Linked DNA regions of Oryctolagus cuniculus: region 1 is linked to region 2. A link is a contact called in public Hi-C data. All regions are on one chromosome and are shown on one strand. Each heading gives the region's core, a stretch centred on a gene start, on an enhancer-like site or on the middle of the called end of the contact. The rest is flanking DNA. Distances are from core to core; before and after follow the strand shown.

Region 1 (4,921 bases), core at 192-2,691, 510 kb after region 2:
ACTGCCGTCTTAGAGGTGAGAGGATGGGCTCAGAGCAGTGAAGACCCGGCCCCAGGTTCCAGCAGTGAAGAATAAAGGTGTTGTGGTGGGCGGGACGAAGATATCGCAGGTCAAGAGCACATTTGATGGCTGTTTACACGGACCCTGGAGGGCTGCAGTGGAGCTGAGGGGTTTCCTCCGGCACATTCTGTCATCTCCAAGGAGGATCAGGACCCTGGGGAGACAGACGAGAGGGTCCCCCGGCTCCGCCCTCTGCACTTGGGTGGAATGCGTGTGCCAAGACAAAACCATGCCGCATGCATCTTCAGGCAAGGCAGCTGCTGTCAGGCGTCAGTTCTGGGTAACTGATAGGGCGAGTTTCCAGGAAACAGCAAGTCTCCTCCTGACTTTGGAATGACGGCCGCAGAACCTTTGCTCCTGTCCCCGGGCCATTGGAGAGGAGTCATGCAGACTCTCATGGCTCGCAGTAGCCTGTGTGACTTCTCAACCACGGAAGACGGGGTTCTTTTGTATTTCATTCAGCTGTCACGCCGTGGGCAGTAGGCAATGCCGTCTACAGCCTAATTCAGCGCTGATGGAAATTGGAAGGGCTACCCAATGACAGTGACAAGCTCCCCAATCCGTCGCCATCCTTTTCAACTGAACCCACTGAATTCCACGAGGAGGAGGAGGAGGAGGAGGAAGAGGAGGAGGAGGAAGAGTCTCTGGGCAGGTCCACGTGACTAACAGTGCAGCAATAGGGGGCGCTCCCGGGGCGGGATTGCAAATGGAGTCGCTTGTGTGTGCCATGCGCACCACACACTAAACCACTCCCTACAGAGAACCCGCAGGCCGGCTTCAGACGGAGCCACAGCTCGGAGCCCGGACAGGCGGGAGACTCACCTGCTGCGTGCTGAGGCCGGCGGGAGGAACCTCACGGGGGACCCCTTGGGGTGGGCGGGGGAGAGGGAGAGCCCGCCCCACCTGGGGCCTGGCTTGTGAGCACGCGGCATCTGCGCGCTGGGGTTGTGTCACTCCTCTGTCACCCTGAGCTTGACACCTTCCTGTGCCCAAGGCCTTTTCGGGACAGAGCCTGAGCGTCCACGGTGCCGTGCCTCGGGGCTGTCCCGAGCAGATGCGGGAAGAAATGAATAATAAGATTGCACCGAGTCAAGGCCCGTCTGCAGCCCAGGGCTCTTCGCAGCACGCCCAGCGCGGTCCTCCGGCCGGGAGCCCTGGGTGACTCAGAGCAGGGGCGCGGCGGGGTGCCGAGGGCCAGCCCCGGCCGCCCCCGAGCTGCGGTGGCGCTCGGTTTGTCCCGCGGAGGGGGCGTGCTACGCTCCTAGCGTTCTGGCAAAGCCCGGGGTGCGAGCGAGCCGGAGTTTTGGTGCTAGGAGTGTGCGGACAGCCAGGCGGCTGCTCGCGGAACTGGGTCAGCTCACAGCCCTCCCGCAGGCCGGGATCGGGTTTCGCCTCGCCCGGGGCAGCCCAGCCGTGCCCGCAGCTGCTGCCAGCGCCGAGGCGCCCCTTTGTCCTCGCGTTCCAGGAGTTCGAGGAGCGCAGCGACACAAAGGCGCGGCGCCCGAGCCCCCACTCGCACCCGCACCCAGCCACTGCGCGGGGCTCTCCCACCGGCCCGCGGTGTCCGGGTTGCATGGATGCCTGTCCCCGCTTCCAGCGCCCTAGGGTTGTTTTTTCTTGTCTTGTCTTTTTTTTTTTTTTTAAACCAACGCTGACGCCTCGGTGCCTCTGCTTTGTGCGACACCCTGCAATTGAAAATAAATAAATAAAATAAATAAATAGCCCACCAAGCTGTTGGGCGTCATGAACTGGTATGTACTGCCCCCTAATGGCTCCTGCCTTGTCAGTTTCCACAACCTGCTGGGCGCAGCCACCTCCCAGGCCTGGTTTCCTGGAGGGTTGGGGAGGGTTGGGGAGGGTTCCCTCCCTTCTGGGGCCGCAAGCTTTGCCCTACAGCCTGCTCTTCCCTGGGGGGGGGGGGGTGTCAGCAGGCAGTGGTTCTGGGTGACTGGCAGAGAGAGCAAACTGCTCCCATGTCCTGGGCTACTTCCAAGCTGTCCTGAAAAATGCGACAAGGCACGTTTGTTTTGATGCAAAGGAATTTCCAAATCCCTGCAGTTTTTTTTTTCATCGTGCATATTTTTTCAAGAACTTTTTGAAGAACTCTTAAGTGCATGCATTTAAAAAAATTTTTTTTTGCACCAAAAATAAACAAGGATTAATTCCATTTTCTGCGAGCTTTTTGAAGTGTCCGTGGGTTCTGAGACCCATCTCGCCAGTCAGCGCAGGAAGGGAGGGCTCGCCCTTTCTTCCTGCCCTTTGCCGCTCCTCAGGGCTGGAGGGAGGAAGGCCCAGTGTCTGGGTAGAGGCCTGGGCAGTCAGCAGTTTTGTGAGCACAAAGGGGCTTCCTTTTTCCTGCTCTGCTGGGCTGCTGAGAGGGGAGGGGCGGGGTGAGGGATGGGGAAAATGTGTGGCTCCGCCCCTCCAACTTTCCACTTGGAGCCTTAAGGAGCCAGACCCAAAACTCAAACACAAGCCTCTTGAAAAAAAAAAAAAAAGTCTGCCGGGTTAATGTTTGAAGAACCCAAAGACGTTGGCTGGACACGGTCCAGTTCTGTTTAGAGGGTATTCCAGGGCGGGAACAAGGAACAAAGTTCGTAGGTGTGGGAGGCAAACCTGGGGAAGGTTTGGTTCTGTTGGCTGGGAGGTCTGTCCCCACAAGCGGTGGGAAGGAGCTGAAACAGGAACCGGTGTTTTCTTTCCAGAAGCCCGAATCTGGCCAAAGCAGGACATGGTGCTGTCTACTCCATCTGCAATATGGGAAGGCACCAAGCAAGAGTTAGGGTGTCCAAGGCCAGACCGATTTCTGTAGTGGTGCTCCTTGGAAAACAATTTAGGAGGACAACAGAGTGCAGAATGGGACTTCTTCTTTTAAAAAATATTTATGTTATTTGAAACAGTGACAGAGAGAGCAAGCGAGAGATCCTCTAACCACTGGTCCATTCTCCAAATGGCCACAAGTCAGAGCTGCGCCAGGCTAAAGCCAGGAACCTGGAACTCCCTCCAGGATCCAAGCACTCAGGTCATCCATATCTGCTCTCCGAGGGCATCCGCAGGGAGCTGGATCAGAAGCTGAGCGCCTGGGACTGCAGTTGGAACTCCGATATGAGATGCACGCGTCCCGAGCGGCAGCTTAACGTGGCCCAGGAGGAGTCTTCCTGAGCTTTCCTGAAAGGGGGCATTGGTGGTCACAGAGATGGATGAGGCCATCCCTGCTGGGGCAGCTGGTAGGGGGTGATTGACCATGGCTGCCTTCTGCCCCCCAGGAGGTGATGGGGGGTGGGGAGGGGGGCAGGTTGGATAGAAAGGTGAGCGAATGAGCCCTGTTTTCCTGTGGGGGTTTGACAAGCAGTCTGTGTCCTGGATGCGCACTCCTCAAGGGAATGGAGAAGAAGCACTCTTTATTTTGATTGTTATATTCGGATCCTTGATGGCAAAAGCTCATCATTAAGAAACAGATCTTTCTCACTTCTTCCCCACTCAGCTTTAGACAACGAAGTTTGTTTCTTTTTTTTTTTTTTCCCCCCCGATAATCCTCAGCAAAGTCTGGGAGGAGAAGGGATGTTTCCTCTCTGGTTGGGCCTGGGCTGACCTTTTGGCCTTGTTTAACTTTGGACTCCTGCTGGGGATCTCCCAGTCCCAGACCTTGTGCACGAGCTGTGCAGGCCTGGCCGGGGGGGGGGGGCCGTGGAGCCTCCTCCCAGGCTGTAGGCATTGGTGGGTAGGGGGGAAGCTAGTTCTTAGTGCTGGCTTCCTGAAGGGTCAGAACTGGGGCTAGATTATACAGATGCGTGTGTGTTCTACATCAGGGTTTGATTTGTGCCACAGCCCCTGCCTTAGAGATGGGGTAGTGTGGCTCGGGGGATGTTCCGTCCTGTTCAGCACGGAGCCCCTTTTCTCCTCAGTATTTTACAGAAGGCTCTGGATGTGCGTTTCCCCAAAGCTGGGGCCCTCCTGGGCCGCATACATCTGCTCCCTGGTTTTATCTGGGTAAAATCCAAGGGTAACAGAGGGCCCTGTGATCGCTGATGTTTAAAACAAAAGCAAGTGTGTAATGAGAGGGCACAGCAGGGTTCTGTTAAACCTTGATGTTCCATGACGCCCTGGCCATGTTCTGAGGGTGGTTAGAGGCAGCCAGTAAGGCCCAAAGCCATGTGCCATGGGAAAGATGGCATCCAGGGGGGAGACCTTCAGCTCCGGAGGTTGTAGGTGGGGCTCCAAATACACCTGCTCTAATAGGAAGATGGCCAAGTCCAGGCCAACCCACGGCTTGGCTTTGCCGCTTGCATAGGCGTGCAGACCAGTCACTCTGTCTCTGAGCCTTAGTTTCTGCCCAGGTGAAATGAAGACGCTATGAGCATTCGATTGTCTAAGCTACACGCTCCGTCTGTCCTAAGAAGTCAATCTTTGTGTTTTTTCAAAGGACCGCGCGGTAAGGAATGGAGAAGTGGCTTCTGGGAGTGCGAGGCTGTCTGAGCTGGTGGCAGGGGAGGGAAGGAATTTGAGTTCCAAGTAGAAAGAAAAGCTTTGAAAGAGGAGGGGGCAGAGAGGGAGGAGACCTCAGCCCTCTGGTGGAGAAAGCAGTGCGGATCCCGGGCCTGAGCATGTGACCCGCATGGGACATGGGCGTCCGGTCGGGCAGGGGGAAAGGAGCTGGAGGCCACGGACAATGCCAGCTCCGCACGCGGACGCGGCGACGGCCGGAATCTGGCAGCACCTGGGCTAGACACCTGCAGAGAGAAGTCTTGGCTGAGAGTGGGAGAGGGGAGCTGTGAGGGCCCCAAACTGGGAAGCAATCCAAAGCCACCAGTCAGCCCTGCAGAGAGGGAAGCTGGGGGCAGCAGCCTGTTAAGCGGCTGAT
Region 2 (4,711 bases), core at 303-2,802:
GGGCGAGCGGGACCCCTGGGCCCCCAAGGACGTAAGTGGCCAGGCCTGAGACGCCAGGGGAGTCCTGGGCCCTTGGCAGCCTTGGTAGGGAAACAGAGCTCTGGGTGCCGGGCCTCGGGCAGAACGGAGCAGCGCCCGGTATCAGCAGGGACACCCGGGACTAACAGTCTTGGGAAGGTGAGCTCCAGGCGAGGGGAGTGTGCCCTGTGCAGCCGCCCCGAGAGCCCTGTGCCAGGAAGGCGCCGGGCTTGGCGCTCAGTGCTCCGAGGGCACCAGCTGGAATTGCTTGTGATGGTGTCTTGGAGCTGGGTGTGCAGGGGACGTCCAAGGGGCAGCAGGGTGTGCAGGGTGAGGGCTCATGGGCCCTGCTGCTTTCCACCACCTCCCCAGTAGGATGGGTTCGTCTGTCCCTCACCCCTCTGTCCCTGCTGGGGGCCTGAGAGTGGCAGCCGTATCTCCGTGCCCACGGGAAAACAGAACTCAGAATTCAGAGTGACCTGGAGAATACACAGATGGTGCCAAACCACAGCTGTCTCCACGCTTCGCGGCAGTCACGTGCTGGGGTTTGAACTCGCCCTCCGCCCGAGCCCTCCGGGAAGTGACTGGGTCGCGGGGATGAAGGGTTTAGGGGACCCACAGGATCTCGGGCAGTAGCTTTGTCATAAACCTGAGCTCTGCCAGGAACACCTTGGCCAAGTGACCCCGCGGCCACAGCATGATGCAGCACATGGGCCATCCTCTGCTGCTTCCCCCCCCCCCCCCAGGGGCCTCAGCGGGGGGCCTGGATCGAAAGCAGAGCAGCCGGGACTCGAACCGGCACTCGTGTGGGATGCTGGCATCACAGGCAGCAGCTTCCCCCGCTGTGCACAACAGAGGCCCCTAAACCCGCACTCTTACAAATTCCTGTCTCAGGTCTTGTGTTACAGCAACAGAAAATGGACTCAGACATCGTGGGCCCCTCGTTCTCGGTCACTGCCCTGGTAGTGGTCACCCGACACTGTCCATGCCCGTGGCCAGAGTGGCAGCATTTTTTCTGGTAGACACCTTCCTCCCAGTAAGAGCAGTCGGCCGCGGGCCGGCCAGGACAGATCTCAGCCTGCAGCCCTGCTCTGAGGGGTAAGGAGTGTCTGTTCCCTCCCAGCTCACCGGACTCGGGTGAGGACAGAAAACAAAACTCGCAGGAGGGCACTGCAGTGGGCAAAAGTCCTGCCTGGACACACTGGAGAATGAGGAAGGAGTGCGTTCGTGCCCACCCTCAGCACCGTTCAGTGGACAGAGTATCTGAGAACCGACGTCGAATCCCTTCACTGTTTCCTCTGTGTTTCTCTGCAGCCCCGAAATTTTCCATGCTGAGCCGGCCTCACGTTCTATGTCAAAGCCCTGAACAGGAGCTGAAGAGCCCCCTCCCCCACCCCACGCTGCCGGCCTCCCACCGAGGGCTGGAAGCCACGCCTCTGTGGTTCGCTGGCTCCTGCCCTGACGCAGCCAAGGCTCCAGGCAGCCACGGCCAGTGCCAGGCGTATCACTTCCACATTTGGCTGTGGCTTCCTTCCCCTACGAGTGAAACGGGAAAGGAGTGACCACTGCTTCTTATTTAGGACACTGCCTTTGGCAGCCTAGACTTGGAGGGGACTGTCTCGCTGCTGCCAGCGAACAGCCTTCAATTATAAGTTTAAAATAGCCCCAGCCGGTCTCCCTAGTTCCCGGCCACCTCGGGAGTCAGCAGTAGCAGGGGTGGGGGTGGGGGCCGGAGCTGCTCCAGCCTTCCGCTCAGCATCAAGGCTGCACTAGCAGCTCGGGGCCTGCCTGCTCCTGGTTCATGCAAAGGACCCTTCGGAATCTATGAGTAGGGCCAAAATGCAGAAATACCGAATCAGACTTTTTTTTAAATAACATTTTTTGTTTGAAAGAAAGTGAGACAGAGAGAGAGCTCCCATCTGCTACTTCACTCCCCCAAATGCCCATAAAACAGCAGAGGCTGGGCCAGGCCAATGCCAGGAGCCAGGGGACACCATCAGGGTTTTCCACATGGGTGGCAGAGGCCCAAGCACTTGGGTTGTCACCTGCTGCCTCCCAGGGTGGGCATGAGCAGGGCGCTGGAATTGGAAGCAGAGCTGGGAGTTGAACCAAGGCATACTCACACGGGGTGTGGGCGTGCCAAATGCTCACCCCCCAAGTAAGGCTCTTGGCGGCGGGGTGGGAGGTGTTGTGTGCTTTCGCCATGGCCACGCCTGCCAGGAACTGAAGCAGGTCTGTAGGCCTAAGATCTGTACCTCTAGAAGCTTCTCTGGCTTTGTAGCCTCGCCTCTCCCAGTGCTGGCACCGCACCTGGGCTCAGGAGCCCCCGCGGCCTGTGTCAGAACATGGATTCCGACCCAGCAGGCCCTGGGGGTGCTCGGCGCACGCTCTGGGCACTGCAGCAGCAAGGCGTTGAGCCTGGTCCACACTGGCCCTCACCTCCAGAGGAGGGGGCTCTCCTGCTGATGGGGGCCTCCCTGAGTTGGGAGGGGCCTCTGCCAGCAGGGGCACTGTCAAGGCCACGATGGGGCCCCCAGGGGCCGGCTCTGAGTAGGACAGTCACTGGATGACAGAGGAGCAGCGGGCTTGTGGGGTGGTGCCTGGTCTCCCCCAAGCCCCTCCTCTGGTGAATGCCTCCAAACCCTGGGGCTGGGGTGACTGTGTCCCATGAAGTTCTGCCCTCCCACCCCACAGGGCACCATGAGACCCCACAGAAGCACTCCCAACACTCACGTCCCAGCGAGTGCTCCCGACACTCACCTTGTGTGTGTTGGCTCCACTCCTGGCCCTTCGTCCACAGCACCTAAGGCAGGGACAGGCACTGGCTGGGCCCTCAGGAAGGAGGGCTTGAGGTTGAGGATTCCAGTCCTCTACGCAGCGTCGGTCCCTGCCTCCTGCCAACCTGGAGAGATCCGTGTGCAAGTGTGTTCCGCGTGTGTCTGCCAAACACGGCACGCTCTCGCCACTCCCAGGGCGGTGCTTAGAGACAGGAGTAGAATGGTGGCTACTGGTGGGTGGGGAAGCGGGATCTGGGGCGAGTGTTCAGGGGTCCAGAGCCCTAGTGTGAGGAGAAGGTTCTGGAGAAGGGAGGTGGAGACAGCTGCACAGCAGTGTGACTGCACTTAGTGTCGCTGACCTGTGCGCTTACGACGCAGGTTTAGATGGTCAGTTGCAGGTGCCTGCACTGTGGCATGGTGGGCAAAGCCACCGCGTGCGATGTCAGCATCCCACCAACGCTGGTTCGTTTCCCAGCTGCTCCACTTCAGATCCAGCTCCCTGCTAATGACCTAGGAAAGCAGTGGAAGTCAGCCCAAGGTTTTGGGCCCCTGGCACCCATGTAGGAGATCCAGATGAAGCTCCCGGCTCCTGCCCGGCCAGCCCAGCCTCAGCTGTTGTGTTTTGAGAGTGAACCAGCAGATGGGTGATCTCTGTCTTGCTGCCTTGAAAATAATTTGAGAATTTAAACAAATGGTTTGCAAGCAATCCTGGTTGAACAAGCACAGGTCACAAGGCAGTGGGGGCTCCTGCTGCCACCTTCACGAGCGAGCCTCTTCTCCGTGGTTATTTTCCGTTGGAAGGTGGGAAATGAAAGGAGCTCCTGTCTGAAAACCCAGCTTTCTCTCTGCAGCTGTCGTAGTGGGTGAGGCCTGGAGGCTACCCCCAAGGTCCTGCGCCCCCGCCCTAATCCTGCAAACTACAACTGTGCAGCCATCAAACAGGGCGTCTCCCAGGTGGGAGTCTCCCGGGCGGGGCGGCCGCCCACGCCCCAGGCACTGACCTAGACACCGAGGTTACAGCAGGAACCAGACGCGTTTCTTTCCTGGTGCAATCTGAGTTCCGTCGTGGCAGACGACAGTATACACGGTGTGTTCACGACCATCCAAGGGGACAGTTAAGTCCCAACAGGGCAGGACCCGGGAGGGCAGGGACAGCGAGCAGGGAGGACGCCGCTGCGGGAAGCCGACCAGACCGGGGAGATGCATGAGGGCTGGGGCAGCTCACAGCTCTGTCTCAGGACTGGGAGCCTCAGGGGACCAGGGGACAGGGCTGCCACGCCCGCCCTGCAGTGCTGTGGCTTGAGTAGTATGGTGCTGCTGACACATCTCCAGCACCAAGGACAGTCAGCTTCTCCCAAGGCCAGCCCCCTGCACCCCGGCAGAGGTGCGTTTATCCACGGCTGCCCGACACGTCTGATTCCCCCAAATAGTGGGTCTCGGCCTGCACCGTCCCCAAGCCAAGGGTCACCGTCCCTTCCCTGCCCGTGGCTCTCTCAAGTCTGCCCACAGCTCCCCACCACCTCTCAATCCCGTCCCCTGGGGTGGAGTACAGGACAAAGCCTCAGGTCCCCCGCGTGCACCGGGGCAGCTCCTCGTCCCGCAGCTCTGCCGTGGCTGCACACTTCCCGAGCGGCCATCCTCTCCCCTGGGCGCCCACAACCTGCCCTGAGGGGCCGCAGGTCGGGGACAGGACAACAGCGGACCGTGGGACAGGCAAGCTGCCATTTTTAAAATATAACATTTATTGCTTTAGATGGTTTGATACAGAACAGCTTTCTTTTCATTCTGAATCTGGAAGTTCTATACAACTGAATACAAAGAGGAACAAAAAGTACCAAAACCAAACTTGTGATTCTCTGTTCATGTGGCATAAACCAGCTTTGTACATAACGTGTAGCAGCAGTTTTTTAAGTTCC

The links. Hi-C and Micro-C count contacts between places; a contact is called where the count stands out from the background.
Region 1: a Hi-C map of psoas muscle shows a contact between it and region 2, with 7 times the contacts expected there. The contact joins two enhancer-like sites. A contact is called at or near these places in 3 of 6 Hi-C or Micro-C datasets (ear pinna, psoas muscle and an unstated tissue).

Annotation. Positions count from the first base shown.
Region 1 is chr5:163,811,985-163,816,905 of mOryCun1.1, forward strand. No RefSeq gene overlaps it. Among named protein-coding and RNA genes, the nearest start is that of LY86, 150 kb to the right of the region's middle. Within about 2 kb of position 1,442, at least 7 of the 8 cell types and tissues checked have an H3K27ac peak or open chromatin away from gene starts, as enhancers often do.
Region 2 is chr5:163,300,094-163,304,804 of mOryCun1.1, forward strand. RREB1 (ras responsive element binding protein 1) reads right to left here. Exons shown (of 13, transcript XM_070074451.1): 13 at 4,516-4,711. Among named protein-coding and RNA genes, the nearest start is that of SSR1, 55 kb to the left of the region's middle. Within about 2 kb of position 1,553, at least 5 of the 8 cell types and tissues checked have an H3K27ac peak or open chromatin away from gene starts, as enhancers often do.